7 separate regions of the Mus musculus genome follow, and all the other regions are linked to region 1. Evidence: chromatin contacts called from public Hi-C, HiChIP or PLAC-seq and promoter capture Hi-C data. All regions are on one chromosome and are shown on one strand. The core of a region is the stretch at or near the end of the contact, and the rest is flanking DNA. Distances in the headings are between cores, read along the strand shown. Region 1 holds the start of Nemp1 (nuclear envelope integral membrane protein 1). Region 2 holds the start of Coq10a (coenzyme Q10A). Region 3 holds the start of Cnpy2 (canopy FGF signaling regulator 2). Region 4 holds the start of Eef1akmt3 (EEF1A lysine methyltransferase 3). Region 5 holds the start of Os9 (amplified in osteosarcoma). Region 6 holds the start of Mip (major intrinsic protein of lens fiber). Region 7 holds the start of Gls2 (glutaminase 2 (liver, mitochondrial)).

Region 1 (3,683 bases), core at 472-2,971:
TCTTCCTGTTCCAAGATCCATATTATATGACATGTGGTTCATCGTGTTTACGTATGCTCCCTTGTCTGGGATAGTTTGTTAGTCTTCCCTTGTTTCACATTAATGTAAGTTTTTGTTTTGAGGTTGGTTTTAGATGTGTAGTGCAAGCTAATCTTATTTGTGATCCTCTGACCTGAGTGTTTTGAATGCTGGAGTTAACAGATATGGACCAACACGCCTCCTGTTAACCTTGACATTAAAAGTTTTTTTTTTTTTTTTTTTTTTTTTTTATCAATCGATCCATTAATTGTGTGGGGGGTATTGTGTGCCACAGAGTCAGTATGGAGGTCCTGTGGGAGCAGAAGTTGGTTTTCTCCTGTCATATGAGTTCTAGGTTTACACAACCGAGCCATCGCAATAAGCCATCTATATGTGTGTATAAATGTGCATATACATGTATACATGTGTCTACACACAAGTGTGTGTATATATATGTGTGTGTGTATGTATGTGTATATATATATGTATATGTATATATATGTGTGTGTGTGTGTGTATATATATGTATGTATATACACACACATACAGGTTCTCACGGTTCAAACTCTATAATCCTGGCTACTCTTCAATTCTCAGCAAGCCTTCATTCTCAACTTCCCAAGTGATGGGATTACAAGCACGCCTTTAATCCCAGCACTTGGGAGGCAGAGGCAGGCAGATTTATGGGTTCAAGGCCATGGTCTACAGAGTGAGTTCCAGGACAGTCAGGGATACACAGAGAAACCCTGTCTCAAAAAACCAAAAAAAAAAAAAAAAAAAAAAAAAAAAGGTGCTTCAATTTTCAATTTCTGTAAGTGCTACACACACAGTGCCTGGACTGCAAGTACTGGGAGGCACCTAAGCCACAGAAAGAACTTAGATTTGAGCTCAGAACCTACTTTGTGTTTTTTCTCTCTCTCTTAGCCTTGGCTTTTTTTTTTTTTTTTCCCAAATGGAGAGGATAAGCTGTCTTAATTATCACTTGTTTCGTTTCAAAACCAGAAATGCTCGGGACTTGTAGTTTATTCCTGTGGCGTTGGTGATTGAAACGAGGGCCTTGTGCACAGTTTAGCTACATCTTCAGTCAAAAAAGGAAACCGAAGCCAAATTAATACTTTTTTTTGGTGTTTTGTTTTCTGTTTGTTTTTTTCTTGCAGTGCTGGGGATCGAAGTCAGAGTTTCTATCTCAGCTCTATCTCTACATTTTCAAACGTTGTTTATGCCTGCAAAACCTTGACAACGCACAATAATCCTGTACTTATTGCTGAAATATTTCAGAACTTTGGAGACAGGCTGGCAATCATTTTACCTTAAAAAACGGTCACGGGAGAACCTTACTCGTGAAGAGTTGCCACTGGCTAGCATGTCATAAAAGGGCCGAGGAAGAAAGGAAAGAAAAACTAGAAGAGACGTTTCGATGGAAACACGCAGTCCAGGAGGCCTCCTCTCATTCTGATTTCCTATTGGGTAAGCTTTCCATCAATCTCATTTGTAAATAAACCGCGGACGGAAGCAGATTGCGGGGAAAGGGCGGGCTCTTCCTGTCGTCACTGCCAGGATTGGCGTTGCTAGGAGGTGTGGCTCCTAGGGGCGCGGGAGGGCGGAGCGCGCGAGGCCCCGCCTGCTCCACGGGTGGGGGTGGGGGCGGGTCTCGCAGCCGATTGGCTGCCGGCGCTGCCCGTTCGGAGACAGTTGCTGAGGAGGGGCACGCGAGGAGGAGGCGGTGTGAGGCATCCATGGCGGGAGGAATCAAAGTGTCGGTGTGGTCGGCGGTTGGTCCAGGGCCCCGGTGCTGGGGGGCCGGGGGCGGCGGCGGCGCCACATGGCTGCTCTTGGTCGTCGCCGGCTGCGTGGTCTGCGGCTCAGGTACCACCCGGGCAGCGGCTGCCCAGGGGTCGGGCGCGAGGGCGTTAAATGTGGAAAAGTGGTTTCTTATCCCGAGGGTGCGGCCCGTTACTCGGAGCAGCTCGGGACGCTGAGTGAGACGCTCCAGGGACGGTCCGCACTGACGGGTCCCGGGCCGCCCTCCGGACAGCTCGGGTCGGGCGGAGGCCTGAGCCTTCCCCAGGAAGGGAGGCCTGGGCTGGTTGACACCCTTTAGGGGGGAAACCACGGAGGGGCTCCGAGGTGCTGCTAGGTCTCTTGAATTTCTGAGTTAAAACGGATTTCTGGGTTTCGCCCTGAAATAGGTCAGGAGAAAGCAAACGCCCCACTCATTCAGTTTACTAAAAACACCCCAGGGATGGATCTGTCTCGGTACAGTGGAATAGAGTTCACCTGAATGTTTTTCAAGACAGGGTCTCTCAGGGTAGCCCCTGGCTGTTCTGGAACTCACACCTTAGACCGGGCCGGCCTGGAGTTGAGAGACCCACCTGCCTCTGCCTCCTGTGTGCTGGGATTAAAGGTGTGTGCCACCACTGGCCTCCTGTTAAGATCCTCCTCCCAAATAGCTCCGGAGAACACACCTGGAGTCATTATACTCCAGTTGCCCAGGAAAGATAAGAGGCCATCCGCTTAAGCGGGACGTAGTTCCTAAGTTTATTCATTCTTTCAAGCACATTCATTTTGTACTTTCTGCTGGACAGTCAACTCCGGACTAGGTAAGAAACTTATTTTGTGATCCCGACCAGAAAAAAAAAAAATTAAAAGTTGATAAGAAATCGTGTTTTCCCTCCCTTGTTAAATAGTGGCCGGGAAAATAAGTGATGTTTGCCAACATCCACTGGAGGGAGTAGCAACTCCAGAGAATAAAGACAGCCAAGGCGTGTAAGCACACATCCACTCTCATACTGCCCCCTTCCGTTCCTGCCTGCCTGTCACTTGCTCTCACTTGTGGCTTTAAGATCAACACCCATAAATATATTGTTCAAGAGGGACTGGAGACTTCTTTTGGGAAGAGAGTATATGTCCAGGAAAGATTCTTTTCCGGATCAGGGCCTAAAAGCCTAGAACAGGATTTGGAAGGACTGTCACCTGAATAAACTGTCAAAATGGGGCCTCGGGGTGTGAGGACATAAGGAGATACTAAGCACAGTCAGCAGTTCCTTTGAGATTTCCTTTACAGGACACTGGGGATTGAAACGGAAAGCAAAAAGCCAGGCATAGTGGCTCAGAACTTTACTCCCAGCACTTGGGAGGCCAAGGGAGACAGATCTCTCCAGTTCGAAGATAGCCTGGTTGGTCTACGTAGTGAGTTCCAGGACAACCGGAGCTACCTACACCTGGAAACAAATAAGCAAATAATAAAATAACTTAAAAAAAAAAAGTGCCGGGCGTGATCGTGCACGCCTTTAATCCCAGCACTTGGGAGGCAGAGGCAGACAAATCTCTGAGTTCAAGGCCAGCCTGGATTACAGAGTGAGTTCCAGGACAGCCAGGGCTACACAGAGAAACCCTGTCTGGAAAAACCAACCAACCAACAACAACAAAAGTAACCTAAAGCACACTTTTCTGCTTGCTTGCTTCCCTTCCTCCTTTCATTGAGACAGGGTCTCACTGTGTCGTGCAGGCTGCTTTGCAACTCATGTGTAACTCTGACCTGTAACTCAGGCTCCCCCTGCTTCATCCTCCAGGATTCTGGGTTTACAGAGCGTCACCAAAGGTTCCAAGGTTTCTTCTAGGAAGGGAGGCTCGGGGGCTTCCTAATGTGGAGAAAATTCACCTCC
Region 2 (3,683 bases), core at 726-3,225, 690 kb after region 1:
AACTCAGCAGTGCAGGCTCCTAGACATTAACCCATTTCTCCAACCTCCCGCCCCAATATTTTTAGTTAAAAAAATTTTTTTTTCATTATTTTATGTGCACGAGTGTTTTGCCTCCATGTTTATCTGTGTATCAAACATGCTCCCGCTTGAGGTTGCAGTATGCCTCCAGGTGGGGCTGGGAAACAAACTCGACCCTTTGCAGCAACGAGTGTTCATCACTGAGCCAACTCTCCAGTCCCTTATAGTTTAAATTTTTTAAAGCATTTTTGCTATAGCTGGACATGGTGGTGCACGCCTTTAATCTCAGCACTTGGGAGACCGGCCAGCCAAGTCTAAATAATGATACCGATTATCAAAATAAAACAAAAGCCTGACATCCTGGTAGCCAGTAAAGTCCATTTAGTCCCAGTGCTTAGGAGGCAGAAGCAGGCAGATCTCTGAGTTTTAGCCCAGCCTAGACTACATAGTTCCAAGGTAGATACCCAGAGGTATGTCTTGAGACCTTGGCTCAAACAACAATAACAAAAAGCTGTGACTTAATTAAGTCCTGTAATAAGTGGTTTCTTAGCATGTTCAATCCCCAGCACTGCAGAAAAACAGCAGCATGGTGGCACATGTCTATAATCTCAGCTCTAGGGAGGTAGGTGGAGGCAAGATATAAGTTCAAAGTCTTCTTGACTGTATATCAAGTTCAAGGCCAACCCTAGGCTATGTGAGAGCCTGTCTCAAAATGTGTGTGTGTGAGATACCTATGATGCAGCTCTGGCTATGTAGTCCGTGGAAGCTTCAAGCTTAGATTACAGGCTGTACTACCTAGTCGGTTACCTTTCTATGATGTAACACAATTCTAGACTAATACACGTGCAGAACAACTAAGGTGGGAAATTTAGGTTGAAAGGCTGGCAGCGAAAACGTTGCTGGGGAGACAAGTGGCCCAATATGAATCTTACCCACTACTGGTACATGGTTATTTATTTGAAGGGGAAAAAAAGGAATGCTCACCCCATGATCCTACGCTCCGAGTAAGCCTTTCGCTTGTTGGTAAAGGGGGCAGCAAAGCCCATGAAGGAACGACTATGAGGTAGGCCAGCCTCCGCTGCCAAGGCCTGGGCAGCGCGAGGCAAGAAGAGATTACAGGAAATCAGAAACCTAGCGCCAAAAAGAAAGGAGAGGCAGCGTCACGATTCTTTTTTTGTATTCAACCACTTCAGGTGAAGGGGAAGAGGGATGCATCACAGAGGAAGGTCGTTGGTTCGGGCAAGCTTTTCTGCCCCTAGCACCTGCTGCAGCTAGCTGGGCTGGCTGGCCAGGCAGTCACGAGTGCGAAAGGTCGAGGGCGGCTGAGGACAGGGCCAGGGGTGGGGATGGGAAAAAGAAGGGCACGTCCTAAGTGCCAGCTGCCTTTGAGGCAACACTACTGCTGCAAGCAAACTGAAGCATCTCTGACGCCAGGGTCAGGCCAGGCACATCAAAGCCAGAACGCCGGCGAAGGCCAAGAAGTGGCTGGCACGCACCCGCCCCGAGCATCTAGCTTGTACGCGTATCTCCAGAACTCCATTCGAACTCCCAGGGCACCACCAATGCCAGCCCTTCTCCGGCCTGCCGTCTAAGGGCTGCCACCCTCCACCGCTGAACTTCGGGGTGCCGGGCGACCCCCTCCGGTCCTGCGCGGACGTCTGTGCCTGCCTCTCACCTCATTGGACGCGGCGGCCGCGGAGGGCCCGGGGGCGGGGTCGGGACGGAGCGCGCGCCCCGGCAGAGCGAGAAGCCGCAGCAGCTCCGGGCGGCCGCGCGCGTCGGGGCCGGGAGCCTCCGCGCGCCCGCAGAGGCCATGCGCGCGCCCCTGCCTGGCACTCCCGGCGGCGGCGAGCTGTAGGGGAGGCCGGGCAGGAAGGGCGGCGCGAGCTCCGGCTGCCTTCGCCCTGCTCCGGCCCGCGCGCCGGATAGGCTGTCACTGAAGCGGTGACCGCAGCTCTGGGTCCCCTCACGTCACGCCGTTGCCAGGGATCGGGAGGAGGGAGCGCGAGGAAGGAAGGGACAACGCTGCCTGTCGGGAGATGTAGTTTCTTTGACACCTCTGGCGTGAAAGAAAGGGCGCTGGGTGCGTGTCGGAGGAGCTGCAGAGATGGCTCGGGGGAGCGAGATCGCCTGGCACAAACTACTTGGCGAGTCTGTGGTCACAGGACCTGATACGTAGACGCAGAGGCGACGTCGTGGGCGTGTCAACGGCAGATGGCTGTCGATGTCCAGAGGAACGTTTCTCAGAGCCCTTTAGAAGGAGAGGCTCTTTTCATCCTACTGGCCTTTGCAGTGCCTGCTGCCGGTTTATGTCTTTGGAAAAGGATATTAACTTTGCAAGTTCTGGGCTGACTTGTATAATCTCTCCTAGATCTACACGCCCTTCCCCCTTCCTCCCCTTCTCGTTATTCGAGACAAGACAATTCAGGCCTTGAATTTGCAGTGCTCCTTCATGAACGTCCCTAGGAGCAGAATTTCCTCCCTAATATTTATGGAAAGAAGTCTGAGGCAGAAGCAGGAGGGTTGCCACGAGTTCCAGGCCAGCCTGGGCTACCTACCCAGTTTTAGAGTAGCCAGCTCTAAACAAGAAGCAAGCCCTACTGTCAGACCAAACCAAACATAAGACATGGTTTGTTTGTTCTTTGAGACGCCCTCGCTATATAAGCTTGGTTGCCCTGGAACTCTTGGATATCGTCCTGACTCTTAGCTGCTGAGATTACAGACATGCATGCTCTCCAGGAGGGCTTTGGGGTGTCATGATCTTGCTCTGTAACCTGCACTGACCTTGAACTCATATGCACCTTCTTGCTGCCACTTCCCAGTTGCTGGAATTACAGGTGTGAGCTACTACTAGCCAAAATTTACTTTTAGAAAAAAGCACCATCACTGTCGGGGAAAAATGTGTACTCAATGGAGGACGAGACATCACAGGCAGAAAGCCCAAAGGTGAATACTACGTCCCAGGATTCAAGGAAAAAACAAGCGCTCTTGGGAAAAGTATGACCAAAGGAAAAAGAGAGAAGAGAAATAAACTACAAATTAGAAAGAGATTAGCCTAGACGGGTGCAAGAGCAAGCAAAATTCTCCCGACTGTCACAGAGCAAGCTCTGCTTTCCCTACGCTGGGTTAAAGCTCCCCACATTGATTCGAGCTTTGCCTGACAAAGGAAATGTGCTGGCAGGAAGAAGACAGGCAATCAAAGCTACATTGTGATACAAGTCAAATGCTTTACACAAATAAGGTCATAGACTCAGAGTCAAGACGAGGCTAGCCAGATGGCTCAGTGGGTAGGGGTGCTTGCCACCCAGTTTGCTCTGAATTCAATCCTCAGGACTCCCCCCCCCCCCCCCGCCCCCATGGAGAGAACCAGCTAAACACACATCACACAACACACATGTGCGTCTCCCACACCCACACACACACCATAAACATACATACACATTCTCATGCACACACACACATTCACATTTATACACTCACACACATACACATTCTCACACACACACCATGCACACACACATACTCATTCTCATGCACACACACACACACACACACACACACACACACACACGAGAGCATGAAACCTCCAGATGCAGAATGAGTGCATTTCTAACACTTTTCCTTCCAAGCTCTTCAGAGAGAGCCTGCTGTGTCCTCATTCCCAC
Region 3 (3,683 bases), core at 828-3,327, 650 kb after region 1:
TATGAGAAGGGCCGAAAGATGGACTGGAAGGTGCCTGAGCCTGAAAGCCAGACAAGTCCCAAGAGTAAGGCTGGGCTGAGGCGAGGGAAACTGGGCTGGGTAGGTGTTGCTGGCATATGTCGAGCTTGTATACCACCACCTCAGATTATAATACCCCTACCTGCTCCTGAAGTGTCTGACAGTTCACACATCACTCAGTGTTTCCAATAGTCAGTGAGAGAGACACTGGTGTAGCCGCTTGCTCAGGGAAATGTCCATGCCTTGCCCTACTTCCCTCATGCTCTTTCTGTATAGTGAGTGTCCTGGTGCCTCCTCTGCTCACCCTGGTCTCCGTGATTCTGTCTCCTAACAGATGCAGCTGTCTTCTCAGTGCTGGCACTGTGAGCTGCCTTCCCTTTCAGTGCTGTCCCCAGAACTGAGAGGTGGCTTCTCAAGTCGGCTTTACCCTGTCCACTTCCAGAACTGGATCTGCTCAGGGTCTACAGATGGTGCTATTAATAGAACTGGAAAGCAGCAAAATTGTTGCAAAGGTTCTAGCTGCCAGATTCCCCCTTTATCCTCTGCAAAACAGTGGGCCAGAAACAAAGCCTAAAGTGACCCAGGTGGAGTGATTGGTGTTCGTAATAAATATCCTGGGCAACTGATATCTGTACAAAAGAGCTCTAGAACCAGAACTCTCAGTTCCCAGTCTGCTAGAGAACTGAAGTCCTGGACAGTCACAGGGTACAGAGACCCAGGCAGCTCCAGCATCTAGCTGCTTGAGAGACGGTGGCTGGGTGGACCAGCTTGTAGAGTCTCAATGGGCCAATCAAACCGGTGTGCAGGAAGCTGAGCTACTGGCTTCATTCCTGACCACAGCTGAGAAGTATCTGTCTTCCATACATTCTATCTCGAGTTTTGTTTTATTTTTTAAAAATTTTGCTTAAAACAGCATGTTTTATAAAATAAAAGTATTTTTATCTCATTAGAAAACCGCTAGTGTGGGATTCTTTGGCTTCTTTCTTTCTTTGATTTGACTTCACCAAACAATGAGAAAATGAAAACTGTGTTTTCAGATCCACACCTAGAAATGAAGATTCTGAGTCCCAGAATGAATGGATCCAGGAGGAACATAGTTTTTTTGTTTTTTTGTTTGTTTGGTTGGTTTTTGGTTTGTTTTTTGAGACAGGGTTTCTCTGTAGCCCTGGCTGTCCTGGAACTCACTTTGTAGACTAGGCTGGCCTCGAGAACTCAGAAATCCGCCTGCCTCTGCCTCTCAAGTGCTGGGATTAAAGGCATGCGCCACCATGCCGGGCACCAGGAGGAACATAATTGTTCTTCCCCTGGACGGTGTTCGGTCTTTGCTGTAGTTGCCTAGCACCCTAAATACATAAAGCGATCACAAATCCCAGTTTATCTCAAGACCTTAAGGCGTGGTGTCAACCTGTTATCCTAACAGCGGAGCAGTTGAGAACCACAGTCCCCAACCAGCCTGCGATGGGGAGTTGAGTTCAAGGCATCCTGGGCTACATAGCAAGACACTGCTTCACTCATGACAGTACCTGCGGTGTGCCGAAAATTCAGAGAGGAATTGCTCTATTCACAGCGTGAGAGCTAAGAAGAATATTGACCGTAATATAACCCACACCCCCATCCTCAGAGGATAAATTAAGAGAAATCTCCAAGAACCTGCCTGAAAAGGCAGATAATACCAAAAATGATATTACCCAATACATACCTAATGACGATCATTTATTAATTTGGTACAAGAAGGAAGTTGTTTTAAAAACTAGTTTTTTTGTTTGTTTGTTTGTTTTTTTTTTAAGAAAGAAAAAGACCTGTAGCTACTGGCAGAGTGGTACTGCAGTGCTTCCTGGGAAATGTAGTTTGCTGTATCATGAAATCTTTGTGCATTGAAACCTAGGCTTCTCTCCCACTACTAATTGCATCTGTTTGCAAGTCCTAGCCCACCTGGACTGATGCAATTTCCCCAGGCACCCCATGCGCTCGGTCCTCACTGTAAGCTAGGCTACCTTTGTTCTTTGGTTGGTCACGTGAACCAATTCGCCACGCAAGTCTGGGTCCTCAAGTCTTCCAAGGGGTCCTCGCTGCCTCGGAGGCGCTCCTAAAGCTGCCTGCTCGCGCGAGAGTTTGGAGGGGCGGGCTTAGGGTCAGTTTCGGTGGGGGGCTCGCACGGGACCCTCAGATCTCCGCTTAGGTGCCTAGTTAAGTGCGGGAAGCTGGGCCAGGCGGTCACTGGCCACCCTGAACCTGGCGGGAGCCGGAGCGCTCTGGAGAAGCCGGGACAGCCCCGTTTTTCCCAGCCAGCTGCTAGGGTTGGGACCCACAGAAAACAAAGTGAGAGTCCGGCTGCTTTCCAGAGCCTGGGCCACGGCGGCGGCCGTGGGAGCAGAGGTGGGACAGATGCGAGCGTCAGAGGCTGTGGGCGCACTGAGGTTGGGAATGGACCCGAGCAAAGCGATGGCGGAGTCCTTACAAAAGGGGCTGGTCTGTCTGCACGGGAGCTACTTACATTCTAGAGATGGGGATTCCGGAACCCTTGGTGCTAGGTCCACATAGGCCCTGGTTATGGAGTGTGCTCGCTGGCTTCATGGCCTGACTGGTTCCTTGCTGGCAGCTCCTTTCTGCCCGTCATTCTCACGTAATCGATAACCTCCATCTCAAAGCTACTGCATAGCTCTGTGAGTCCTCAGTGTCCTCAAAGTATCAAAACCCAGGCCCTCACCTGTGGAGGACATAGTTTCTGGATCTGAGTCCCAGTCCCGAGCTCTCACTCCCTATTCCCCCATCCCGAACTCCGGTCCCTCGGGTGTTTGTAACGAGGTTTTTTCCTGGAAAACAATCCGAATCACACCAAGGCCTCTGAAGGCCTTGGAATGAGGGGTGACGGTCATGGGGGAAATGGATCGCTCTCCTCACACCTGTGTTTCATTTTCATACAAATCCAGGTGGAGCGACCCTGTTACACTAAAGATGAAAGGCTGGGGTTGGCTAGCCCTACTTTTGGGGGTCCTGCTGGGAACTGCCTGGGCTCGAAGGAGCCAAGATCTACACTGTGGAGGTAAAAGCACGAAGACCAGTGGAGAAGTGGGAGGAAGATGACCCGTGGGAGTCATGAGATCCAAAGCTTGGAACAAGGATGGATAGAAAAACCCTCATTCCCCTCACCATCCCCACTCCCTGTTCTCTTCCCTGACACCAGCTTGCAGGGCTCTGGTGGATGAATTAGAGTGGGAAATTGCCCGCGTGGACCCCAAGAAGACCATTCAGATGGGATCCTTCCGAATCAATCCAGATGGCAGCCAGTCAGTTGTGGAGGTAATTTACTATCCCTCAAATAAAGTAGCTCACTCGGGCTTAGAGTATGAACTTGTTCGAAGAGAAGAAAGCAGGAAGTCATTCGACCTGTAATGATAATGATCTCAACCCTCAGAGGCGGGACCAGAAGGATCTTTCTGAGTTCTAGTTCTGGTCTACCCCATAGAATTAGGTACTGTCTTCGAAAAGAAAAGAAACAGCCTGGTGTGATGGTACATATCATTAATCCCAGCAGAGGCAGGCTGATCTTGAATTTGAGGCCAGCCTGGTCTACAAAGAGAGTTCCAGGACAGCCAAGGCTGTTATAGAGAGAAACCCTATCTCAAAAAACCAACCAAACAAACAAACAACCAAGGAGCCAGAAC
Region 4 (3,683 bases), core at 734-3,233, 640 kb before region 1:
CACACAAAGACATAAATATACACACATACACATGCACATACACACATACATACCATACACACACAAATGCTCACATATACACACACAGAAAAGAAACAGACACACACATACACACATAGACGCAGACATATGCACATATACACATGCACATACATACACACACATACATACCAAACACACATAAACACATATACACATACATACCAAACACACATAAACACATATACAAACATGCACATACACACACATATACCTACATCCACACACACATATACATACACACACATGTACCTATATCCACATACATACATGCACATACACACATATACCCACAAACACATATACATACATGTACACAGGCATACATACACACAGACACAGACACACACCTTTCCCCTTTGCCTCCTTCCCTCCCTTCCTACCTGAAATGGGGTCTTACTCCGTAGCCCAGGCTAGCCTTGACTTTACCGAGACACCCCTAATTCCTGCATGCTGGGATTACAGGCATGAACCACTCCACTTGGCTCCTTTGCTTTTCATGTAACTTGCTCACTCCCATCCAGCCGCCTTCCTCCAACTCATCTGCCTGTGCTTCCCCTTGATGGACTGCTCAGCCCTCAAGGTAGCTAGTGAGAGCACAGCCATGCTACCCAGACCTCACCATCATGTATGTTCCGTAGCATCTTCCCACATTGTCCCTCGATAGACTACAAGTTCCTTGGCACACAGAGAATACATATTGACTGACTGAAGGAATAAATATAAGAATTAATGTCTGCCTCTGCAAAGACTGCCCTTGATGTGACCCACTTCTGTTCCTACAAATAAGGACATCTGGTTTACACGACTTAGATCACTAGGCAAGAAGCTTTTGTAGGTTTTTGCTCAAAGTGAAGCACAATTTCCCTGACCTTTTCCTTTCCCAGGTCTCAGCTGCTTAATTACCAATTACCACCCATATATATATTCACACTCGGGTCCTTCAAAATTCATAACCTTGCTTCTTCTAGTATTAAAAACCCTAGGCTCTATTGCAGTACGGTAGCACACACCTATAATCCCAGCACTAGGAAAAAGTAAGACAGGAGGACCAGGCAGGAATTCAAGGCTAATCTCTACGTAATGAGTTTTAGGCCAGCCTGGACAACAAGAGAGCCTGTCTCAACCAGACTACAAAACCACACCCACACCCCCTACCCACACACACACACACACCCAAAAAAAAGAAAGGAAAGAAAAAGATATTTAAAAGATCCTAACATAACAAAGCTACAAATCTTTGATGAGGTTCACTGTCCTAGGTCTCTCCTTCAGAAAATCCATGCAAGCATTTTAGCGAAAGAGCATCTCCAGTTTTTTTTTTTTTTCACGGAAAGCCTATCTTATTTGTTTCAGGTACCCTGAAGCCAACTAGCTTGAGTGTTCTGAACACTCGTCAGCGCTGTCTGCCTTGCAGGAGAATAGAGGTTTGTTAAAAGGAAAGAACTGAGCTGAGTTCTACCCACCCCCAGGAATCCACGTCCTCACTTCTCCACACTCCAGCTCCCCTCCTCCCGCCGCAATGCCAGCTCACGCACCCTGCAGCGCCGCCAAGATTCCCACGATGCCCGTCCCCGCGCCCAGTTCGATCACCTTCTTGCCTCGAAAATCCACATTTTGACTCTCGAAATAGTCACACAGGCTCAGAGCCTATGAGGAAGGGAAAAAGAAAGTGGGAAACTGTCAGAACGGTGTCTCCATATGGGAGAGCCGGGGTCCGGGGACTGGACCTCTCAGGGACCCTCACTTAGGGCAGCCCATTCCTCACCGCATCCCACACGCGTGCCGCCACCCCAAGGCGCGACCCAAAGTTCTGCGTGATGCTCAGCTCGTGCCCACAGAAGCAGAACCGGCTGCTCTCTGAGTAAGAGTCTGTGAAGAGCCGGATCTCCCGTGGGAACACGGATTCGGGCTCAGTTTCCGGATCGGTGCGAGAGCTGGCCATCCGGCAGATAGAGTCCCCGAGCACCCCGGCCAGCGCTCGGATCCCCTCTATCGGTGCGGGGTTGAGGCTGGGGACTGCCAGCCATATGGGCTGCTCCCAGGCACCGGGCCCCGCCTCCCCAGTTCGCTCTCCTTCCTCCAGCTGGACTTCCTAGAGATGGATGGGGATGACCCCCGAGCCCGGGTACCTGGCGCACACAGAACAGGACCCACACAACACCATACGGGCCAGACTTGGTTTGAGACCACCCGGAGAGAGAAGAAATGATGCTTGAGTTTACTGTCAGAGGCGGGTCCCTCACATCCCGCTCACCTGTGGGGCGCACAGGTACCTGTGGGCATTTGAGAACCCAGACTAGGCCAGAACGACCCAAGGGAGGATGCGGGGTGCCCGGAGCTGGCCTCCCCAAAGCACGGTTAGCAATAGCAGGGCGCAGGTTTCCCCTCCCACTCCCTTCAGGGTCCTTTCCCTACGGTGCTACAGAATTTGCTCTTCGCTCTTTAAAAGGCGGGGCCCGCTGGCGGTCCGCGGGCTGCGTCATCACCTCGCGCCGCGAGCTCGGCTCTCCACGTGGACTGCGTGGCATGATGGCGGGAGCCGAAGCCCCCCAGCCGCAGAAGCGCTACTACCGGCAGCGCGCCCACTCCAACCCCATGGCAGACCACACACTGCGCTAGTGAGCGGGCCCGGCGGGGTCCGGGAGGGAGGGAAGGCGGTCGCGCAGGGGCCACCGCTAGGACTTGCGATGGAGCGGGGAGGGTTGTCCGGGTGACACGTCAGCTGAGGATGGCTTAGGGAGATTGGGCAGAAGGCGGAGTTGGCCGGCTGGGAGGGGTCGCGGTGTTGGAGACTTAAAGTCTGGGTGGACTTGCCAGCCAGATCTAGGAAGAGGGGGGAAAAACTATTGCCAAAATGAAGCGAAGCAAGTTGTCATTTCCACCTTCCGGTTTTTCTTTTTAATTTGGTTTGGATTTTGGAGACAGGGTTTCTCTGTGTAGCCCTAGTTGTCCTGGCACTCACTTTGTAGATCAGGCTGGCCTCGAACTCACAGAGATACAGCTTCCTCTGCCTCCTGAGGGTGTGCACCACTACACCCGGCTCCGATTTGGGTTTTTTAATTTATAAAAAGATAAACATATATACACACTCCTGGCCACTCCTTGTTCCATCCTCGCCACACAAAATACATAAACAAAGAGGGCTGGAGAGATGCCTCAGTGGTTAAGAGCGCTTGACTGCTCTTCCAGAGGCCCCAGCAATCACATGGTGGCTGGAAACCACTTCTAATGGGATCTGATTGCCTCTCCTGGTGTGCATGAAGACTGAACACTCATACACATAAAATGCAAAATACACGGGTAAATAAAAATTTTAAAATATACATAAACAAAGTAGTGCTCCAGTGCCTTAGGCAGTCAGTCTCTGGGAAAACCTTACACACATCAGTACCCAGAAGAACTTGGCAGATCTGCAGCCATAGCCTCATGATGGGACTGATTCACACCCTAGAAGCCAGGGGACTTCCCATTACACCTTCTACATACCACATGGTCCCTGCATGCAGAGTTTTTTTCTAAGCCTACCACCCCCCCCCCAACTCTTACACAAAATGTCTGCACTGGTATGTACAACAGTCTCATGTGTCTCATGTCTTCTTTCTAATAGCCCTGTGAAGCCAGAGGAAATGGACTGGTCTGAG
Region 5 (3,683 bases), core at 431-2,930, 560 kb before region 1:
CTGTAAGGGAAACCACAGTAAAGCCCACTATTCTCATGATGAGGCCTAGAAGGGAGGACTGGGAGGGAAGGTTACCAACCACACAGGGTCATGAAGGCTTAGGGGGAGTGTAGGAGCGATTCACCTTCCATATGGTACTGCTGGATATGACGTCCATAACAGAATTCATATGTCCACCAGTCCTTGGTCTGATAGTGGAAAAAGGAACAATCAGGAGGCAAGAAAATGATCTCCTTGTGAAACCACAGTCTCCTGGCTCCGAGATATATAACCTGTCATTTAGTTCTCACCTCCCTTTTTCTCTCCCCTCCCGCATTCTCGACTCTGTGAGAAGGGACAGCTGTTTTCTTTTCGTGGCTGGAGACGCACATCTAAAGTATAACTGATCCCCACCCATGCCCTTTCTTCTTCTTTTCTTCTTCTCTTCTTTCTTCTTCTTTCTTCTTTCTTCTCAGACAGGGCTATGATGCTCTGTGACCCACCTGGGATCACAGGCATAAATCATTCCCTGCCCTCCATAAAGATAAGAAATCATGGTATCCTTGAAGCACTTGGATGAGGACTCCCACAGGTTCAAGTATTCACTGAACTTCGTGGAATACAATGGCATCCTGAGGTAATGAGCAATAGGAGCAGGAGGTGACTTTACAGGTAGGCTCCAGCTCTTCTGGTCCCACCACCGTCCTTCTGATGTTGGTTTAACCTATTTTGAGATCTTCTATCTTAACCTTTCCCTACATTCAGCAGAGTCTTTGCTTTGCACGCCCCCACCCCACCCCCCACGCTCCCCCCCCCCCAAACATATCTAGTACACCAATGGCCCTTTAACTCCCACTGGCCTCCATTCCGGTTCCCAAGCCTTCCCTCCGCCCACCCCAGTTCCTTTCACCTTCAGCAAACAAGGGGCATCTCTCATTGGGCTCAACAATTCAGGGATCCCGGGCCCCTGGTAAGCAGGCGTCTCCTCCTCTCTTTCACGTTGGAAGTGAATAGCTCCAGCTGGTAGGCGGCACTCATAGCGCTGTTTGTACTTTGAAGACACAACCACCACGTCTGAAGCTTGGCTCTGGGAAAGAAGGGTCGGGAAGAGGGGCAGGGAGGCAGAGGCTGGGACCAAGAACAACGAGATCCCTCTTCAGACCCTGGGGACGTGCCCAGTGGAAGAGAGAATAAGCCACAAGTCCTCCAGCTGCCCCGGCTGAGCGGAGGAGAGGGCGTTCTCGCTTCCCCACCCGGCGGGGTCCCAGTGATTTCACTACGACCTGGGGAACTAAGGTCTACAGTGGGGAGCCCTACCCCTGTCGGTGCCTGGTCTCCGAGGATGGGTCTGCCTGCCATTCCCAGCAGGACCGCAGGAACACCACCATCCCTTCTCCATTCCCCCATTCTCCCGAGCCCGGTGCGCAGTTGCCCTTCCTCCTCCACCGTGCGCCCCTTCCTCTTGCACAGGACCCTCACCTCGCCCCACACCCCTTACCTGCCCTCCCATGACAGGCAACGGCAAGATCTGGATGCCATAACGCATCTCACTCAGCTCCTCCAAATTCAGGCTCCCGACACCGCCCGTCAGACGCGCAGGTAACAGGAGCCCTAGAAATAGCAATCCCAACAGACTGGACAGCAGCACCTCCGCCGCCATCTTCCGCTCCGTCTCTGCTAGAGATGTCCCTTCCGCCCCAAACCTGGCAGCGGCCTCACCCGCCCATTAGCGCCCCAAGCTTTCATTGGCTGTCCGGGAGCTCTCTCTTACGTAACGCATCCTCATTTGTAAACGTGGCGTCAAAGCCTCCAGGGAGGCGGGTCGCATTGTTAGTAAAAATCAATAGCTGTTTCTGATTGGCCAAGAGCAACAACCAATCATCGGCGAGATTGGGCCCCTCCCCTCCTCGCTCCTTAATCCTGAGGTGTGGTATGTGGCTGTGTTCTTTTGCCTGTTGTCTCATCCCCAGCTGTCGGAAATAAACCTTCTTACTATTTTTCATATATTTCTTGCAATGTATGGCATCTCCATCGGGCAGAATATTGAAGCGGATGGTGAGTGCGGGGGATATTTTTGGAAGTTACTTAATATCTTTTCAAAATATACTATACAGAAGCATGCTTCTTCATAAAAATATACATATATCGCACAGATATTTATGTATGTACATATATAATTATGTACATATTTACATTTATATACACACAAATATACATGTACATATTTTTATATACACATATATGATAATATATTACCAACAACCAAATAATCTGTGTCAAAACCTGAATTTGCCCTCCAATAAAATTATTTTAAGAAGGAGAGTGTGGTAGTGCATGCCTGTAATCCCGACACTCATGACACAGAGGCAGGAGGCTCAATAATTCAAGGTCATCCTCTTCCATATTGTGAGTTTGAGACCAGCCTTCGATATTTGAGTCACACTCTCAAATACACACAGACACTGGCTTAGCAGGGTTCAAGCTGCATCACAGTTGGTGTACACACCTGGAATCCAAGCAGTCATCCTTGGCTACATAGAGTTGGGTTCAAGCCTGGAATACATAAGACTCTGTCTCAAAAGAAGAAGAAATAATAATGGAGCCAACAGTGGAGGTAGATGCCTATAATTATAAGCTGAGGCAAAAAGATGAACAGTAGGAGCCAGCCCAGCTTATGAATAGCAATCTTTGAGGAGGAGGAGGAGGAGGAGGAGGAGGAGACAAGGAGGAGGAAGGCAGGGGAGAGGAGAAGGAAGAACTAAAAATAAGGGCCTTCTGGTTAAAGTTGGGCTGGGTCTTGGGTATGTGGGTAAAGTGTCTGTTTGTCCAGACTGTAAGGGAAAACCTGTAAAAACAAAAGGGAAATGAAGCTGGAAACAGACGGTAACTGAATTAGCAACCCTGAGAATATCAATTCCTAGACAACGGCAAACGAGAGACATTATATACCATTGGAAAATTTCTGCGGGGAAGCTCACCACGCCAGGGGAAAATCTAAAAGATACACAGACACATATCCTGCTTTTAACACCTTGGGTTATGTGCCTGCACACAGACTTTTCGATCAGATCTTCATAAGACCTCACAGTTAAAAACTCGGAAAGCCAAGCACAGTTATCTATCTAAGGGAAATCCTTAATACACAAGAAAGAAACCAAAACAAGCAAGTCAGAAAGGAAAAAGCAAATTGGAGGCTAGAGAGATGCCTGGGGTGGAAGAGGCAGGGGTAGATGGAAAAGTGTTTTGGTGTAGGCCTGAGTTCATAGAAAAATCTAGCTCAGCCGACAATCTGTCATTTCAACTCATCAGGGCAGTTTTATGTCAGTGTGACACAAGCTAGAGTCATCTGAGAGAAAGGTGCTCCGCTGAGAAAATGCCTCCACAAGATCAGGCTGTAGTCCAGCCCATAGGACATTTTCTTGATTAGTGAATGTAGCCCAGCCCATGGTGGGTGGAGCCATCCCTGGGCGGATGGGCCAGGATTCTATAAGAAAGCAGGCTGAGCAAGCCAGTAAGCAGCAACCCAGCATGGTCTCTGCATCAGCTACTGCCTCCAGGTTCCTCCCCTGTCTGACTTCCTTCAGTGATGAACAGTGGCGTGGAAGCATAAGCCAAATAAATGTCCTTCCTTAACTTGCTTTTGATCCTGGTGTTTTATCACAGCAATAACAACCCTAAGACAAACAGAATAGGCAGATCCTGGG
Region 6 (3,683 bases), core at 602-3,101, 550 kb after region 1:
GCCTCTGTGAGACAATGCATGCTCTTGCCTTCTGAGCCCTCTCCCCAGCCTGTGAAGTTTTGTTTGATTTTGCATTTGTTTTGCCCATTTTGAGACAGTTTTCCTATATAGTCCTGGGCAGCCTGGTACTTTTTATGTAGTCTAGGTTGGTCATGGGCTTGCTGCTTAAGTCTTGGGCACTATTATTCTAATCTTGGTAGAGATGGTCCTCCATGCCCCATGTCCCTGTGGAAGCTTTGTGCCAGGCAGGAGACTCTCACCCTATGTGACTAGCCCTGGCTCTGAGTGTGGGTGTGGTGAGCCTGGCACAGATACTTGGGGTGAGGTCCTCCGTCCCCCCTTAACCTCTATAGTTCTGTCTTATGTTGTAGCTAAAACACTTCTGTCACTTTGTATCCTCACACCCACCTGCCTCAGCATACACTCAGAGGGTCTCAACTCCTATCTGTGATGTGCTAACCTTGCTCCTCTCTGAGGCCATTTCCTGCAGGCAGCACAAACCCTGCATTTTCTGGGGTTGACGTAGGTGACTGGGATCTACAGAGTGAGATGCTACGAAGGTTACAGGACCTGAAGTCAGGAGTCTTTTGAGATGCTCCTGGGATGTTCAAGGGTCCATGGATGTTACTGTTTCTCTTCATCAGTCCCTGTGAGTGCCCCTGGTCTTGACAACTTCCCCTGCTGTTCTGTGGGTTACAGGGGCCCTCCACCGTCACTGTACTGTCTGTACCATCCAACCCCAAGTTGCACATTGCAGGACAGAAACACAACTCCCTAATGTGTTCCTTCTCACTCCCCACTGGAGGAGAGGCACTGGCTGAGCCATCCCTACAGGGTCTGCTCCAGGGCTTCACATGAAAAGCTCTGCTGACCTGTATGACTTCCCAGGTGGAGGAGTCTGTCTCGGAACCCCATTTTTCCTTCTCTATTCACAGAGCCCCGCTCTCCTAGGCCCCATGTCCCTCTCTGAAGCTGAACAGAGCTGAACCTCTTTCCCCTTGACCCAGATTCTTCTGCGTCTGGGTTGAGGGTGGGCACTCCAGTCTTGCTCTCAGCTGTCCTGGAGAACTGACTGAGCTGTTTTGCCAAGTGACTGTTTCTTCTCATCCACCACCTCCTGCTACCTCACATGGGTTAGGAAAAGGCACAGCGTGGCAAGAAAGTGGGAAAACGGACCACGTTTCCTCCTTCTGGGACCCCAACCCCACTTTCAGATCATGTTTCCCCACCCCCTGGTTTAAAAGGGCAGGCTGATGGTTTGGAAAGGGAGACGCTGGCATGGCCAGGGGGTAGGGAACTCCGGGGCTCTGAGAAAGCCAGACACAGCAGAACTATTCAGTTCCAGAGCTGCAGGGTCCACAGATTCCAGTCCAAACCAGCCAATGGGAGAAGGCCCCCTAATCCCAGGGAACTAAAGAATTCTCTTCAGTTATTCAATTCCCCTGCTGCACCCCACTCCTTACCCCCTCCCCCACCCTTAACCCCAATAGACTCAAGGGAGCCAGAGACCCCCATGAGCGAGCCCACCCTATCTTAGAGGAAGTGAACTCAACCTAACTACCTTCCAAGAAATCTGAGGAATGTTCTAAACCAGGTGTCAGTCAGGACTATACTATGAGCCTCAGCTTTGACACACACAGACACACTGTTCTAGTTCTCCATCCATGGACCCCATACTTCTGGCTCCTTGGCTTCTGCGCTCATCCCCGCCCCTCCCCCTGCTGAGGAGAGAGAAAAGGAAATCCAACCTCTTTACCAGAAGTTCGATTCAGACCTCCACAGCTGTGAAGGGGTTAAGAGGCAGAGCCAATTACCTCAACCTGCCCCTCCCAGGGATTAAGAGTCCTCTATAAAGGGGACTGTCAACCCAGGCAGGTCCAGGGGGTTATTAGGGACCCAGGCACTGTGTTCACCCCCACTGCCATGTGGGAACTTCGGTCTGCCTCCTTTTGGAGGGCCATATTTGCTGAGTTCTTTGCCACCCTCTTCTATGTCTTCTTTGGGCTTGGAGCCTCGCTACGTTGGGCCCCTGGGCCCCTACATGTCTTGCAAGTGGCTTTGGCCTTTGGCCTGGCCTTGGCTACATTGGTGCAGACTGTGGGTCACATCAGTGGAGCCCATGTCAACCCTGCGGTCACTTTTGCCTTCCTTGTGGGCTCCCAGATGTCCTTGCTCCGGGCTTTCTGCTATATAGCAGCCCAGCTTCTGGGAGCTGTGGCTGGGGCGGCTGTGCTGTACAGTGTCACCCCACCAGCTGTCCGAGGAAACCTAGCGCTCAACACGGTAAGGGCTGGCTAAGGGTTGGGGAACACAGTGTCCTGACTGTTGGCCTGGCATGCTTGCTCATGGTTGTGTGTGTGTGTGTGTGTGCGTGTGCACGTGCGTGTGCATGTGTGTGAGCCATAAGTGCTCTGGAGGGGAAAGGAAAGCATAGAGGCCTCCGTGGTGAATCCAGAAAGTTGAGTTCAAGTCCCCTTTCCTTCTGTTTTGAGCTGGAGGGCCAGGGGTGGGGGTGGGGCAGGCGCAGGACTCTAGACCTAGCCTTCCTACATAGCCAAAGAGTCCTTCTGCCTCTACTCACCACCCCCTCCCCCAAGTGCTAAGATTACAGACAGGTACACCCAAACACATCCAGTTTATGTAGTGCTGGGAATGGAACCAGGGCCTCACGCATGCTAAGAGGCAAGTCACATCAAATGAGCTGCACACCCAGCTCTTCTCTCCCCTACTCCTTAAGACAGGGTTTCTCTGTGTAGCCCTGGCTATCCTGGAAGCTCTGTAGACCAGGGTGACTTCAGACTTACAGAGGAGGCCTGCCTCTGCCTCCTGAATGCTGGGATTAAAGGCAAGTGTCACCACTGCCAGGCCAGGCTCTTAGATTTATTTTACTTTATAAAGTCTCAGTTTCCCCTCTCAGGTGAGTGAGTGCAATCATTTCTACAACAAAGAAGCTCTGTTAGGATAGCAACACTGGCTTGGGAGGGGCTCCGCATCCTCTCCCGGGAACTGAAGTGTAAGGGGTGCCTGCTTCAAGTGGGAACAGCGTGGCAGGGCTAACAGTTGCCTCTGTTTCTGTCCCCTTTGGCCAGCTGCATGCTGGGGTGAGCGTGGGCCAGGCCACCACTGTGGAGATCTTCTTGACGCTCCAGTTCGTGCTCTGCATCTTTGCTACATACGACGAGAGGCGGAATGGCCGCATGGGCTCTGTAGCCCTGGCTGTTGGCTTCTCCCTCACCCTGGGGCACCTCTTTGGGGTAAGCAAGAGAGGTGGGAAATTTCTTACTCAAGGAATCTAGGGACCCTAAAGTATTACCAACTTATAAGGGTTCTTTCCTTCCTACTCCACCTTTAATCCTAAGTATTATATATATACCCTATTCAGTACCAGTTGGTACAAAGGGATAAACTTTCTTACAACTGCTATATCTAATCCTTCTTGACTTTAGGATGGAAAGTTATATATCATGAATAGAACTGTTCTTCTGGGGCCATAAGTCTGTCCCTAGATGGAATATCAGTGCTACTCTCTACCCTGGAGATGTATGAAGCTGGTATTACTGCATTGGCTGATGGCTGGAGACAAGACAGCAGCTCTCACCGGCCATAGGGGCTGTAAAGAAGAGAAGCTGCAAGAGTTGGGTGGGGTGTCTCAGTGGCAACTGTGTCTTTTGCAGATGTATTAC
Region 7 (3,683 bases), core at 323-2,822, 520 kb after region 1:
TCTTGGTTCCAATTTGGTTTCCTCTTTTCAAAACAAACCTAGTAACTGCTTCTTTGGCCACTGCTAGGGGAAAATAAACTAACTGGTTGGCATAGCATACACATGCAATAATAGTTGTTAATATAATTCCTGCTAAGTCAAAGTGCTGTGAGGGCTGAGGTCAGGTGAGTGAAAGCTTTCGAAGCCCACGCTGGCCTTGGACTCTTTCAGATGACGTTGAACTACTGACCCACTTGTCTCCACATCCCTGGCGCTGGGACTCCAGGAATGCTGACCACCACATTTTTAATTCTCCTAAATTTTGTGCATTTTCTCCACTACAAACCAAGACCACACCTTTAATCCCAACACTCTGGAGCCTAAAGTAGGTGGATCTGAGAGTTTGAGGTCAGGCTGGTCTAGCTCGTAAGTTCTAAGAGATACGGAGAGGCCAGGTCTTAAAACTAAAAACAATTGGGGGAGCACGTATATGTTTTGTGTTTCTTTGCTTTTTTGTCGTGTGTGTGTGTGTGTTTGTGTGTGTGTGCACGCGCACCGGCATGCGTGTGGTGTTGCACACCCCTGCAATTCTAGCACTTGAGAAGTTGAGGTAGAAGGTTGGCCACGAATTCAAGGCCAACACGGGCTACAAACTGAGTACTACGGCAACAAGGGCTATATCTCAAAGCCCTGTTTCTAAAACAACAATAAAAAAAGATTTCAGCCGGCCCAGCACTTGGGAAGCAGAGGCAGGCGGATTTCTGAGTTCGAGGCCAGGCTGGCCTACAAAGTGAGTTCCAGGACAGCCAGGGCTATACAGAGAAACCCTGTCTGGGGGGGGTGGGGGGGGGGAAGATTTTGAGTTCACTGGCTTATTTTAATACGTGAACTTTAGAGAAAGAGAACTTTAGAGAGAGACTATAAGTCCTCCGCAGCCACCAAATGACCTAAGAACCTGGGCTCCATGACGCCTAGCAATGAAGCGCGGCGGGCTGCTTCTGGACCGTCTTTCTGTCCACTCAGCGCCAGCGCGCATCCGTGATTGGGGTGTTTGCAGCCCGCACCGCCTGCCTGTAAGTGTGCACTGGCCACCCCTGGCCTTCGAACATGGAAGGTCACTACGTGGCTCCCGCATCCCGCTCGCTCTCATCTCTCTTTGAAAGTGTGGCGTTTTCATCTGCACCAGAGCACTCCGTCGTCCCCAGCCCTGGCGCGTTTCCACGAACTCCGACTGCGCAGAGGCCGATCCTCTCCCCGCCAAAGCTCTGACGCGCGCCGGTGTCCCGACTGTCCCAGCCTCCCGCGCCTTTCCCCGCCTCCCAGCGTTCCTCCTCCTCAGTGATTGGACGCGGTTCCTGTCCCTTTTGACTCCAGACCACGCCCCCTCCCCACCCAGCCGCCTCCAGCTTCTCCTCAATCGAACCCGTGGCGCTCCTGGCTGGAGGCTGTGAGGGGACTATGGGTGTACCTGCGGGATCCGAGTCGTCCCGGACTGGCCCCTCCCCGGACCCCAACCACTCCCACCGGGCCGGTCCTTCCCCCCCCCACCCCCCCCCCGCAGGCTCCACTGGCCCCAGGACTGCTCCCGGGCTCCTAGTCTCGCCCGCCACTCTTCCGCCCCTCCCTCCTCGCCGCCGCTCGCACGTCTGGAGCGCCCGGGCCGAGCGGGTGGCGCGCCGGGGGCATGCGCTCCATGAGGGCTCTGCAGAACGCGCTGAGCCGCGCGGGCAGCCACGGTCGGCGGGGAGGCTGGGGTCATCCGAGCCGGGGCCCGCTTCTGGGCAGGGGCGTCCGGTACTACCTCGGTGAGGCCGCAGCGCAGGGCAGGGGGACGCCGCACAGCCACCAGCCGCAGCACTCGGATCAGTAAGGCTCGCGGGACAGGGGCAGGGGACAGGCTGGCTCCCACTCCCACTGTCGTTCTCGCTAGCTCCCTGGGAGTCCCCTTCCCCAGAGAGCGAGCGCATCTCATCTCCTCTCCGCGCTCACTAGCCTGCGATGCCTTTTCCTTTAGATGTGGGGCTTTGGGTCCGCCGCGCTCGGGCGGTCAGGTGCTGTCCGCCGCGCTCGGGCGGTCAGGTGCTGTCCGCCCGGGAGGGCGTTTGGGCAGGTCGGTCTTCGAGATGATGCCTGTCCAAGGTGCGTACTTATTTGGGAACGCAGATGGGCGCGGAGTGTTGCTTGGTGCACGTGTCTGAGTGCAGGGCCGAGTGCACACCTGCCCATCCCCAGCCTCTCTTCTCTGGTCCCAGTATTTTAGGGAATTTTGTGGATATCGAACAGCTTCCTGCCCCAGGTCCAAGTGCGCTTGGGTCTGACTGTGTGGGGTTTCTTGTCTCTGCCTGTCGTCAGTGGGTAATGTGCGGTGTGCGTCATTGCTGATGCGCACGTAGGTGCGTATGTGTCCGGAGTGTTTTTGTAGCAGAGCTTAACCGTGGAATATCTTATATGCTGGCAAAACACTGATAATCAAGTTTCCAACTTGGTTTTGGAATGCGTTGATTATTCATAAATGAGAAAATTGTGAGACAGTTCCTAAACCAGTCAGCTATTGCGTTGCTCTGCCTCTCTAAATTGAAGTGTTTTTCCCCTTTGGGGCCATCTTCAACCCAGGAAGTCGACCCCCCCCCCCCCAGCATACATTGCCCAGGAATGCTTAGTAGCTGGGCTTTCTCTCCAGCCCCAAGAGGAGTGTTTTCAAAGCATGAAATTTGTTATCCTCAGACATCCAGCTGGACGTTGTCCTGGTAGCTCCTGCCTCATTATGGCAGTATAGGAAATGGACCGTTTTTTCCCTATCATATCAGCTTAGTGATATTTAGAAACATATGCACACCATAATTAAATGAACCAGACTGACACAGCAAACTACCTCAACACCAATAAATATGGTTGGGTAAGCAAATACCATTTGCTTATCCGTTCCCTTGTAAGACCTTTGGGGTGAGGAGCCAGAGGCATCCCTGAGTCCTCCTTACGCATCACAATTCACTGCAGTATGTGACAGAATTGTGTTGTTGTTTGTTTTTTCAAGACAGGCTTTCTCTGTGTAGCCCTGGCTGTCCTGGAACTCACTCTGTAACCCAGGCTGGCCTCAAACTCAGAGATCCATCTGCCTCCACCTCCCCAGTGCTGGGATTAAAGTCATATGGCACTACTACCTGGATGTGACTGAATATTTGTAGGAGACCTAGTTTTTTGTGGCTGCTTGTGTTCCAGGGAACTAATTGGTAAAGGTCTTAAACCTTGGCTCCCTTTGGAAGGTAAAGGAGGTTGGCAAAGAGGAAATACATTCTGATTATTAATTCTAATAATTCTGATTATTTAAAAGTATATAGTTTAGGGCTTCAGACCCAGACATTCAGAGTACTTGTTACTCTGGCAAAGGACTTGGATCTGATTTCCAGCACAGCACGTGATGGCTCACAACCATCTGTAAATCCCAGGGACTCACATGGGCATTCATACACACACAAATCTTAGGAAACACTTAAAAATAAAATACTTGCCAGGCGTGGTGGCTCATGCCTTTAATCCCAGCACTCGGGAGGCAGAGGCGGGCAGATTTCTGAGTTCAAGGGCAGCCTGGTCTACAAAGTGAGTTCCAGGACAGCCAGGGCTACACAGAGAAACCCTGTCTTAAAACAAACAAACAAACAAACAAACACCTAATAAAACCAAAATACTTAGCTTCGTTTTATTCT

What was found. Promoter capture Hi-C pulls out the DNA fragments that hold promoters and counts their contacts. Hi-C and Micro-C count contacts between places; a contact is called where the count stands out from the background. HiChIP or PLAC-seq counts read pairs in DNA pulled down with a chosen protein or histone mark.
Region 2: a contact with region 1 is called in a promoter capture Hi-C map of fetal liver, with 6 times the contacts expected there. The contact joins the promoter of Coq10a here to the promoter of Nemp1 in region 1. A contact is called at or near these places in 14 of 39 promoter capture datasets (the 3T3-L1 cell line, 3T3-L1-derived adipocytes, the C10 cell line and 8 more), 1 of 484 Hi-C or Micro-C datasets (embryonic stem cells), 2 of 115 datasets of contacts at active chromatin or transcription factors (bone marrow-derived macrophages and microglia) and 1 of 9 other capture datasets (adipose tissue).
Region 3: a promoter capture Hi-C map of liver shows a contact between it and region 1, with 2.6 times the contacts expected there. The contact joins the promoter of Cnpy2 here to the promoter of Nemp1 in region 1. A contact is called at or near these places in 8 of 39 promoter capture datasets (the C10 cell line, cranial neural crest, embryonic stem cells and 3 more), 2 of 115 datasets of contacts at active chromatin or transcription factors (embryonic stem cells and pancreatic cancer cells) and 3 of 9 other capture datasets (adipose tissue, liver and macrophages).
Region 4: a contact with region 1 is called in an HNF4G HiChIP or PLAC-seq map of pancreatic cancer cells. The contact joins the promoter of Eef1akmt3 here to the promoter of Nemp1 in region 1. A contact is called at or near these places in 2 of 39 promoter capture datasets (embryonic stem cells and pre-B cells), 1 of 484 Hi-C or Micro-C datasets (B cells), 2 of 115 datasets of contacts at active chromatin or transcription factors (memory CD8 T cells and pancreatic cancer cells) and 1 of 9 other capture datasets (adipose tissue).
Region 5: a Hi-C map of CD8 T cells shows a contact between it and region 1, with 3 times the contacts expected there. The contact joins the promoter of Os9 here to the promoter of Nemp1 in region 1. A contact is called at or near these places in 4 of 39 promoter capture datasets (cranial neural crest, liver, pre-B cells and 1 more) and 4 of 484 Hi-C or Micro-C datasets (CD4 T cells, CD8 T cells, the G1E-ER4 cell line and 1 more).
Region 6: a promoter capture Hi-C map of liver shows a contact between it and region 1, with 6 times the contacts expected there. The contact joins the promoter of Mip here to the promoter of Nemp1 in region 1. A contact is called at or near these places in 16 of 39 promoter capture datasets (the 3T3-L1 cell line, 3T3-L1-derived adipocytes, the C10 cell line and 10 more), 1 of 15 datasets of contacts at CTCF or cohesin (the NIH/3T3 cell line), 2 of 484 Hi-C or Micro-C datasets (CD8 T cells and embryonic stem cells), 8 of 115 datasets of contacts at active chromatin or transcription factors (T-cell acute lymphoblastic leukemia, embryonic brain, embryonic forebrain and 5 more) and 1 of 9 other capture datasets (macrophages).
Region 7: a contact with region 1 is called in a promoter capture Hi-C map of liver, with 11 times the contacts expected there. The contact joins the promoter of Gls2 here to the promoter of Nemp1 in region 1. A contact is called at or near these places in 22 of 39 promoter capture datasets (the 3T3-L1 cell line, 3T3-L1-derived adipocytes, the C10 cell line and 14 more), 1 of 15 datasets of contacts at CTCF or cohesin (embryonic stem cells), 20 of 484 Hi-C or Micro-C datasets (the AML12 cell line, the Ba/F3 cell line, the G1E-ER4 cell line and 9 more), 17 of 115 datasets of contacts at active chromatin or transcription factors (the 230-238 cell line, T-cell acute lymphoblastic leukemia, astrocytes and 9 more) and 5 of 9 other capture datasets (adipose tissue, embryonic stem cells, liver and 2 more).

Annotation. Positions count from the first base shown.
Region 1 is chr10:127,675,344-127,679,026 of GRCm38.p6, forward strand. It overlaps Nemp1 (nuclear envelope integral membrane protein 1), which reads left to right and starts at 1,722. Exons shown (of 9, transcript NM_001113211.1): 1 at 1,722-1,884. The coding sequence starts at 1,755. It overlaps Gm16230 (a long non-coding RNA gene), which reads right to left and starts at 1,416. Exons shown (of 4, transcript XR_872178.1): 1 at 1,328-1,416.
Region 2 is chr10:128,367,005-128,370,687 of GRCm38.p6, forward strand. It overlaps Coq10a (coenzyme Q10A), which reads right to left and starts at 1,976. Exons shown (of 5, transcript NM_001374700.1): 1 at 1,694-1,976; 2 at 1,003-1,149. The coding sequence starts at 1,833.
Region 3 is chr10:128,320,382-128,324,064 of GRCm38.p6, forward strand. It overlaps Cnpy2 (canopy FGF signaling regulator 2), which reads left to right and starts at 2,078. Exons shown (of 6, transcript NM_019953.1): 1 at 2,078-2,394; 2 at 2,949-3,061; 3 at 3,203-3,318. The coding sequence starts at 2,974. It overlaps Pan2 (PAN2 poly(A) specific ribonuclease subunit), which reads left to right. Exons shown (of 26, transcript NM_133992.3): 25 at 1-64; 26 at 353-977. The coding sequence ends at 384.
Region 4 is chr10:127,039,411-127,043,093 of GRCm38.p6, forward strand. Eef1akmt3 (EEF1A lysine methyltransferase 3) reads right to left here and starts at 1,984. Exons shown (of 3, transcript NM_001205036.1): 1 at 1,808-1,984; 2 at 1,578-1,689. The coding sequence starts at 1,984. It overlaps Mettl1 (methyltransferase like 1), which reads left to right and starts at 2,522. Exons shown (of 6, transcript NM_010792.1): 1 at 2,522-2,660; 2 at 3,650-3,683. The coding sequence starts at 2,569.
Region 5 is chr10:127,119,480-127,123,162 of GRCm38.p6, forward strand. Os9 (amplified in osteosarcoma) reads right to left here and starts at 1,681. Exons shown (of 15, transcript NM_001171026.1): 1 at 1,478-1,681; 2 at 890-1,066; 3 at 125-188. The coding sequence starts at 1,639.
Region 6 is chr10:128,223,959-128,227,641 of GRCm38.p6, forward strand. It overlaps Mip (major intrinsic protein of lens fiber), which reads left to right and starts at 1,852. Exons shown (of 4, transcript NM_008600.5): 1 at 1,852-2,283; 2 at 3,090-3,254; 3 at 3,675-3,683. The coding sequence starts at 1,924.
Region 7 is chr10:128,193,063-128,196,745 of GRCm38.p6, forward strand. It overlaps Gls2 (glutaminase 2 (liver, mitochondrial)), which reads left to right and starts at 1,573. Exons shown (of 18, transcript NM_001033264.3): 1 at 1,573-1,845. The coding sequence starts at 1,664.